3 separate regions of the Mus musculus genome follow, and regions 1 and 2 are each linked to region 3. A link is a contact called in public HiChIP or PLAC-seq and promoter capture Hi-C data. All regions are on one chromosome and are shown on one strand. Each heading gives the region's core, a stretch centred on a gene start, on an enhancer-like site or on the middle of the called end of the contact. The rest is flanking DNA. Distances are from core to core; before and after follow the strand shown. Region 1 overlaps Frmd4b (FERM domain containing 4B). Region 2 overlaps Frmd4b (FERM domain containing 4B). Region 3 has its middle 25 kb from the start of Gm32191.

Region 1 (2,700 bases), core at 160-2,659, 170 kb after region 3:
CCTCCCTCCCTCCTTCCTTCCTTCCTTCCTTTCTTCCTTCCTTCTCTCATTATAGCCATCAGAAAAATCTGCTTCCCAGGGCTGGAGTGATGGCTCAGTGGTTAAGAGCACTGGATGCCTTTCAGGGGTCCTGAGTTCAATTCCCAGCATCCATACCGTGTCTTACAACTATCTATAATGGGATCTAATGTCCTCTTATGGTGTGTCTGAAGATAGCTACAGTATATTCATATACATAAAATAATTAAATAAATCTTTTTAAAAAAATTTGCTTCCCTGCCCCCTAAATAGTTCATTCCTGTGAAATTTTAATATCACAGACACAGTCTATATCTCTAAGGCAGAACTAAGCTCTGTACGATTTCAATCTTTTCTCTATCCCCACAAGAAGCAATTTTTATATTCTTAGGCACTCAAGTCACCTACAGAGATTGCCTGGCTTAAGAAAGCAATGGCGGAAAGTGTGACTAGAGTAAGGCCAATGAAGAGTGGAGTAGATACAAGAGTCATGAGAGGTTCAGGTTCATCAGTTGTACTCAAAGGCTGTCTCCTAGACCAACCATACAGTTAGAAACTCAGAATTGGTGCGGGGATGCATTTCAGTAGGTAAGCATGCAAGGACACCCTTGGCTACCCACTTAGATAAAGCTTAGCCTGGGAAAAATGAGACCCTGCCTCGAAACAAACGTAGATACTCATGATGCAGCTGTGACCTCTTTCCACAAGGCTTCCTGCATGCTCTAACTCCGATCCGTGTTCAGGACTGAAGCCACTGAGCTAGAACGTTCACTTAGGCCACAGAGATTGTGGTGCCTATGACAAGTGCAAGGCAAAGCTGCTGGAAGCTCCGGGGCATGGAGGAGGCAATCTGGGGATATTTGTATTTATATAAGATGAGTCCAGCTACTGGAAGATGAGACTGGAGGTGGGCAACAATGGGAGAGAGGGAAGCAATCTACAAAGTTTTGCAACTGATCCTCATCTGCATAACGGGAGAACAGCGTGCAAGCTGCTAAGAACCACTGGATTGTACTGGGTGATGTGTAATGCCTGTGAATCCTGTCTTAGTAATGCTGTTCTTTAAAAACAAACTTCAAAGGTAAAAAGAAGGAGGAGGAAGAGGCTGTGCTAGTAACTCTGCAAGGCTGTTGAACAAATTGCAGTGAATGTTAGTAAGGCACTCAGCACACTCATGCTAAGCTCAATTTAAATGTTCACAGATACCAAAGTGCATAGTAAGCGCCTGATAAATGCTAAAACCATTTTGATCTGGCCTCCAGTTCTTCCTTCCAAACTTTTGCTTGTTAAAGTTGAACACACATTCATCCCACATCCCACACCCCACACCTCTCTGACAGAGTCCCCTTAGTTGAGTCAGCATGACCTAATCCAGTGAGCCAGCAAGCTAGTTCAGTATCTTTGCGGTCTGGTAGCTCTGTGACATGCTTACAAGGCAGCCTCAGGTCAGAGGACGGTACCCTGTGTTCTATTCAATTTCCTTTCATTTCCACGCCCCACCCCACCCTCCAGCTGTGGGATTTAACTGGCAGGGCCCAGAGAGTGAAACTTAATGTTAAATCTAAGTTTTTAGGTCAGTTTGATGACTCTGGAGTGGCGTTATGCTTGTAAAGTATGAAGTGTTTTCTCTGGGGAGGCATGGCGATGTAGGGGTAAGCACCAGGCTAGCAGGTGTCTAAGACTAATGTACCAGTCTGGCCCTGGCATCGATGAGGCTTGGCTGCCCATCTCAGTAGGCCAAGTAAGTAAACTAGGTAATTGTAGAAAACTGACAGAGGAGATTCTCCCAGTGTGGCCACATGGGAAAAGGAGCAAAGAGAGCCAGTGACCCCTATACCAGATTTTAGGGTCCTTAATACAAGGTTTAGGCTTAAACAGAGGAGAAGACAGTAGTTCTCAACCTGTAACCTCTTTGGGGGCATCTAATGACTTTTCACAGGGGTCACATATCAGATATCTTGCATAACAGATATTTATGTTACAATTCTTTGTTTGTTTGTTTGTTTGTTTGTTTTTTCGAGACAGGGTTTCTCTGTGTAGCCCTGGCTGTCTGGGAACTCACTTTGTAGACCAGACTGACCTCGAACTCAGAAATCCACCTGCCTCTGCCTCCCGAGTGCTGGGATTAAAGGCGTGTGCCATCACGCATTGCTTATGTTACAATTTTTAACAGTATCAAAATTACAGTTATTAAGTAGCAATGAACACTTTCTAGTTAGTGGTCACCACAGCATGAGGAACCATATTAAATGGTCCCAGCATTAACCCTGGGTTAAAAGATATGCAGAACCAGGTAGTCCAGGCCAAGGACTACCCATTACCACTGCCCTGGCTCCATCTCTCCCGCAAGGGGGTCTGACGAATTATCAAAACAACATGAAACCTCTTTTTGGGAGACAAGCTCCCTGTCTGGCTGGCACCAGACTTCCAGACTTTTCTATCTCCCAGGATAAGATTTCTGGGGAAATTCCAATTGTTTGGGCTCCATTGTCTCAGTCGCCTGATAGGCAAAAGGAGACATACACAATGCTACTTAGAATATCTTCATTCCTGTCTGATCATTCGCACAGATTCTCACAGAAGCTGATGAGACCTCGGAGCAAATCATTTAATTCCTGTAAGTCTGTTTTTATTTTTTATCTTACAGACATAAAAGATGACAGAGGCAAAGAAGGTGTGCAC
Region 2 (2,700 bases), core at 11-2,510, 190 kb after region 3:
CCCAAGAATGTGTTTGGTTCAGTTCAAATGTGCTCAGGCAGCAAACACACACACACACACACACACACACACACACACACACACACACACACACAGGGGTGCTGTAGGGAAATCAGAAATCAGCTTGGAAAACATCATGGTCCAAGCCTCAACTGATTGGACTTTGTGGCCCTGGAGGAGAGAAGCAGCCACCGGATCTGAAACCTGACTGTCTGGGACAAGCATCTCTTCCATACATACTGTCTTCTGTTCTTCATTGATGGCAATCGACAACCACGTGGAGTGCTCATTTCTTAAGTTTTCGTTCATGACAAGGACTATGACATTGGTTCTTCACAAGGTGCCAGGCACCAGAGCTGGTATTATGGGTGTTCAGATTAGCATTGTGGTTGCACAGGATCCCAGACTCATTAGGACCTCATGCTTGATGTGTTTCTTCTTTACCACGGCTCTTTTCCCCCCTTTGAGATAGTTTCTCTGTGTAGCTCTGGCTATCCTGGACTTCACTCTGTAGACCAGGCTGAACTTGAACTTAGAGATCTGACTGTCTCTGCTTCCTAAGTGCTGGAATCAAAGGCATGCTCCACTACCACCCAGCCATTATACTTCTTCTTCTTCTTCTTCTTTTTTTTCCATTACACTTCTTAATACTATTGTTATTATTTTGTGTTGATTGGGCTCAAACTAAGGGCTGTGTGTTGGCTGGGCAAATGTTCTACTTGTCAAGTACATCTCCAGCCCTTGTATTTTTGAGACAGAGTCTCAAACGTCTTGTCTTGAACACGTGACCCTCCCTCCCTCTGCCTCCCAAATATGGGAGTTACAGGTCCTGCCATGCTTGACTCTTGTTGAATAAGGAGTTGTGTGTTTTCCTTTTGCATAGGGACTCTCTGCCTGGCATTGTGCTGAGCAGGAGAGGCAAGGACTATGACCACAAGTCATGATAAAAATGAGGGCCAAGGACCCTGCCCAAGGCAGCTGCTTGCAGGGACGTGGGCTGAGCATAAAGCGTGTCTACTATGCTCAGGGCTACGCAGTATGGCACCTGGGAAGCTCTCAGCAGCTACTGAATGAAAAAGAACTTCTGTTTAAAAAGGAAAATCACCAACTACAGAAAATGAATTCATAAGTTCCTAAAACTGGGGCTGATAACACTGAAAGTTTATTTAAGGTCTCCCTGCGATCACATGCTACAACCGTTGGACTGGACAGTACGCCGTGTCCAGGAAAAACAGCTCCGATGGAAAAATCTGTTACTCATGTTCTCCTCCAGGCAGAAAAAGAGGGAACTTTCTTGCACAGGGCGGGTTCTTGCTTTCTTAACCACAAATGGAAAAGCCGAGGTGAAAAGCTTGGGGGAGAGCGGCAGGCATCCGGGCTTCTCAGGACTGTCTTACAGCAAGAGGCCAAAGGCACGTGCGGCACTGGACACAAACTGTAAAATCTAATAACTTCCTCATGTTTGGAAAAATAAAGACAAAGAGGCCTTTGAACACCGTGTTTGAAGTCCACTTCACACACAGGGACAGAGACCCAGAGCACTCAGTGCTAGGAGCCTCCCAGCTGGGGGTAAGAAAACGGACTCTGCACCCAGGGTCCGGATTCCCAAGCAGGGACTTTCACAGAGGTTGCACAGACAATGCGAAGAAAGTGGCATGACCTTCCACGCAGCCTTCAATCTCACTTCCTTCCTGGCTTTCTGCAGAATCTGATTTTTTTTGTTCTGTTTCGGTTTCCCCTTTCTCTGCCCATTTGCAGTGCTTTGAAAAAAAAAAACTATCCCCTCCTCTTTCTCCTACCCCTCCTCCTCTCCCCTCTCCTCCTCCTCTTCCTCCTCTACTTCTGACACAGGGGTCTTCTCTATATAGCCAGGCTAGCCTTAAGTTAGAGTTACTCCTATCTAAAATGATTTTTTTTTAACGAAGGAAGACTTTATTTAGGGTACACACAGTGGCTGAACTGGCATCACTCACTGTATCCGTTTCTGCACACACCTTTTAATCTGGCCACTCTTGAGACATCTAAATCAGTAGTTCTCAAATCTGTGGCTCTCGACCCCCGCAGGGTCATATAGCAGATATCCTGCCTATCAGATGCTTACAGTACGCTTCATAGGGCAAAATTACAGTTATGAAGTAGCAATGAAATAATTCTATGGCGGGGGCGGGGGTCACCACAACATGAGAAACTGTGTTAAAGGGTCACAGCATTAGAAAGGTTAAGAGCCACTCTCTTTATTATTCCCTCCTTTCTGTCCTCTGGGTCATTGTAAACCAAATCTACAACTCTGGGTAATTTTGTCTGTAAAGATTTCAATATAAAAGATCATGACATTGTTTTTAAATATAAACCCAGATAACTAAAAGAAAAAAAATCTCACTATCTTCACATATCTGTTAAGAGTTCAGATTTCCAATTGATTGATAATGTTCCTTATTTGCTTATTTTTGGGTCAAGGTCTCACTATGTAGTACAACTTGGCCTCAAACTCATGACTACCCTGCCCCAGCCTCTGGAGTACTAGGATTATAAATGTATTTGACTGCATCTGTTTCCAATTCTTTCCCTCTCCTTCTCGCCTTACATCTCCGTCTCCCTCTTCTTCTCTGTCTGAGTCAGGGTCTCTCTATCTCTCTATATAAGCCCTAGCTATTCTGGAACTATCTATGTAGAAACACTGGCTTTGACCTCACAGAGATC
Region 3 (2,700 bases), core at 95-2,594:
AAGCTCTGAGCCCAAATCTCTGCCAACAAGTAATAGTATGAGGGTGGGGGGATGTAGCTCAGTGGTGGAATGCCTGCCCAATATGTGTAAAGCCCTGGGTTCTGTCCCCAGCACCAGTGAATCAAGCCCGGTGGCACACACCTCTAATCCCAGCACTCAGGAGGTAGAGGCAGGAAGATTACAAGTTTAGGGTCGTTCTCTGCTACACAAGTTGGAAGCCAGCTTTGGCCATGTAAGACTCTATGTCTCCTCCTCTTCCTCCCCTCCCCTCCTCTCCCCATTCCCCCCTCTTCTATCTCCTCCCCTTCCCTCCCCCTCCACTTCCTTCCTGTCTCTGTCTCTATGTCTTTCTTTCTCTGTCTCCCTGTCTGTTTCTGTCTCTCTGTGTCTCTGTCTCCTTCTCTCTCCCTTCACACACATGACTGCGCAGAGTTAGATCCATGCCCAGCTGGCATGTGTCTCTGTGCTGCAGCCCCAGCCCCAGCATGCACGAGGCCCTGTGATCACCCCAACGCTGTGGTCCTTCTTCATATGCCCTTTAAAAGGTGACTTGCACCAGGATGCTCCTGTGTGGGGGTGATTTCCTCTGTACTTGATTATGTGACCTTTGGTGTGTCTGAGCATTTATCCTGGGCTCTCATTCTTGTATCTAAAGCAAACAAAGATGTCACTGGGCCCTCTTGTTATATGTTGGCACAGTACCAGACAGGGACAAACCATTTGTTGTTTGAAGCAAAGGAAAAACCAGTCACATCAAGCCTGTCTTTACTTAAAAAATTTAAAAAAAACCAAAAAGCAGAATTTGTGTGTATGTATAAATTAATTTTGATTTTCTAAAAGACTGTGTTTAAAAAATCTTGCCAGTTTGGCTTGTTTGACTTTTTTTTCCCCCTGAGAAAGTACTTTACTTTTTATAAACCTCTACTGTGGTCTTCAGTGACTATTAAAAATGTAAGTCTTACATTATTGATGTTTAAATTTAATGCTGTTAAATGTTACTAACTCTCTTCCTTGCAGAGTCCCATTAGAAACAATAACAAGACGTGGCTTACTTTGTCCCAAGAACTGAGGCACACGTTATTAAGAGTTAGATGTTATTGAATCCCTACATTTCTCCATGCTTCTAACCCCCCAAACAACTCCCCCAAGAGCACAGCGAGTAATCAGAAGTGTTGGGGGTTAGAAATTAGAAACTGGGCTTTCGTTAGGTTTGTTTCCTTCTCCCTGTAACCTACAGCACCTTGTTCATACAATATTGAGAATCCCGAATCCAGGGCAGCTAGGAGTGCCTGCCTGCAGTAAACCGGGACGGCCCCTAGGTGTCCTTCTTAACCAATATTGTACGCTCTGAAAGTCCAGACCCAGCCCAACGATTAGAAGAAACCTGGTCCTAGTTAGTCTAGAAGGTTCTGTCCAGATGAAGGGCTTATGCACTGAGCCGGGGCACCTCTCCGTGCCCGGGAAAGGCAGGAAGGACATTATCTGCGTGTGACACCTCACTGCACAGACTTCTCACTCGGAACTGTCCCAGCTGCCCTTGCACAGAGGAGGGTTTGCCTAATGTTAGGTCTCAAAGAAACCCAGGGCAATTGGCTACCTGAGGTGCCTATTAACATATCAAAGCTGACTCTGGCTACCTCTCAGTAGCCTGTGGCTTCTCCCTGAACTTCTCGCCCCTCCCCCTCTCCTTCCCCTAAACCTCTGTAGCCCGCGGATTGGGCTTTCCTTCCCCCAGCCTCTGATCGCTATATAACTCAGCCATTTTAGTTACATGCCCTCTTAGTATCTTGGTTCCTCTCTTGGATCGCTTGCCACTCCTTTCCTCTCTCGCCTCCCATCCCCGACCGTGGCCCAGTTCAGTCTGGACCCTTCCAGATGCCTTTGGCTGTCCTCTCCCTCACACCTACAACAAAACCTTCTCTCCTCAGCCAAACCCTAGGAGTGGTCTTGGCCTCATTTTCCAGTCGCCTAGGAATCTCAGGTCTACAGGACACACTTCCCATACTGAATGGTTTTGTTCTCAGCTCTGTCTAAAATTTTCCCAGGATGCCTGAGAGATAAATTCTTAAAAAAAAAAAAAAAAATTGGCACTTAGAACTCTTTTCCAAATTTAACTGCCTGCCCTCTTGTTTTTTTTTTCCCCCCTCTCTCTAAATCTTTTGCTTGTTTGCTTTCTTATGTGTGCAGAAAAGGCAGTGACTTGTCTTGGAGCCAACAGCATGACCTGACGCAGCATGAGTTAGGGAGGTGCCAGGGTGTCTGATTTAAGGTGGTACTCACTCTTGAATACTCACAGGTATAATTTGCCCTGACCTTGCCGGACAGCTGAGGGGGGAGGAGGAGGTGGAAAACACCCATTCAGGTCTCTAGTGTAGCCTACCTGTCCGTGCACTCTGAACGGAAGGAACTCACACTTCACAAAGGCTGTCTCTGGAACCCCGCCTTAAGTGCCTCTAACTACACACCGGGCACAAGACTAACATCCAAGAGCTTTGGGCTGGGATTAACTGTGGTGGCCTTGCTGTGAGGATTAAATGAGGGGGGAAAATTCTAGGAGCTGGGGGCAGGAATCAACCCTCAGCTGGGATGTTTATTTCAGTACTGTTATTTGAGTGGCTAAATGAATGCACCTCGGGTCTGGGGCTAGGGAGATGACTCAATCGGTAAAGCAACTGCCCCCTGACAGTGAGGAGCTCAGGT

What was found. HiChIP or PLAC-seq counts read pairs in DNA pulled down with a chosen protein or histone mark. Capture Hi-C pulls out chosen DNA fragments and counts their contacts.
Region 1: a contact with region 3 is called in an H3K27ac HiChIP or PLAC-seq map of extraembryonic endoderm stem cells. The contact joins two enhancer-like sites. A contact is called at or near these places in 8 of 115 datasets of contacts at active chromatin or transcription factors (bone marrow-derived macrophages, embryonic basal ganglia, embryonic stem cells and 5 more) and 3 of 9 other capture datasets (adipose tissue, liver and pancreatic islet).
Region 2: a contact with region 3 is called in a promoter capture Hi-C map of liver. The contact joins two enhancer-like sites. A contact is called at or near these places in 6 of 115 datasets of contacts at active chromatin or transcription factors (bone marrow-derived macrophages, fetal liver, heart atrium and 3 more) and 2 of 9 other capture datasets (adipose tissue and liver).

Annotation. Positions count from the first base shown.
Region 1 is chr6:97,445,767-97,448,466 of GRCm38.p6, forward strand. All of the region lies in intron 1 of Frmd4b (FERM domain containing 4B), which reads right to left. Among named protein-coding and RNA genes, the nearest start is that of Frmd4b, 41 kb to the right of the region's middle. Within about 2 kb of position 1,410, at least 77 of the 459 cell types and tissues checked have an H3K27ac peak or open chromatin away from gene starts, as enhancers often do. A contact at or near this core is called in adipose tissue, bone marrow-derived macrophages and extraembryonic endoderm stem cells, where this site is marked.
Region 2 is chr6:97,462,726-97,465,425 of GRCm38.p6, forward strand. The region is part of intron 1 of Frmd4b (FERM domain containing 4B); the gene reads right to left. Among named protein-coding and RNA genes, the nearest start is that of Frmd4b, 24 kb to the right of the region's middle. Within about 2 kb of position 1,261, at least 111 of the 459 cell types and tissues checked have an H3K27ac peak or open chromatin away from gene starts, as enhancers often do. A contact at or near this core is called in adipose tissue, bone marrow-derived macrophages, heart atrium and 2 more, where this site is marked.
Region 3 is chr6:97,276,782-97,279,481 of GRCm38.p6, forward strand. No RefSeq gene overlaps it. Among named protein-coding and RNA genes, the nearest start is that of Gm32191, 25 kb to the left of the region's middle. Within about 2 kb of position 1,345, at least 246 of the 459 cell types and tissues checked have an H3K27ac peak or open chromatin away from gene starts, as enhancers often do. A contact at or near this core is called in adipose tissue, bone marrow-derived macrophages, extraembryonic endoderm stem cells and 3 more, where this site is marked.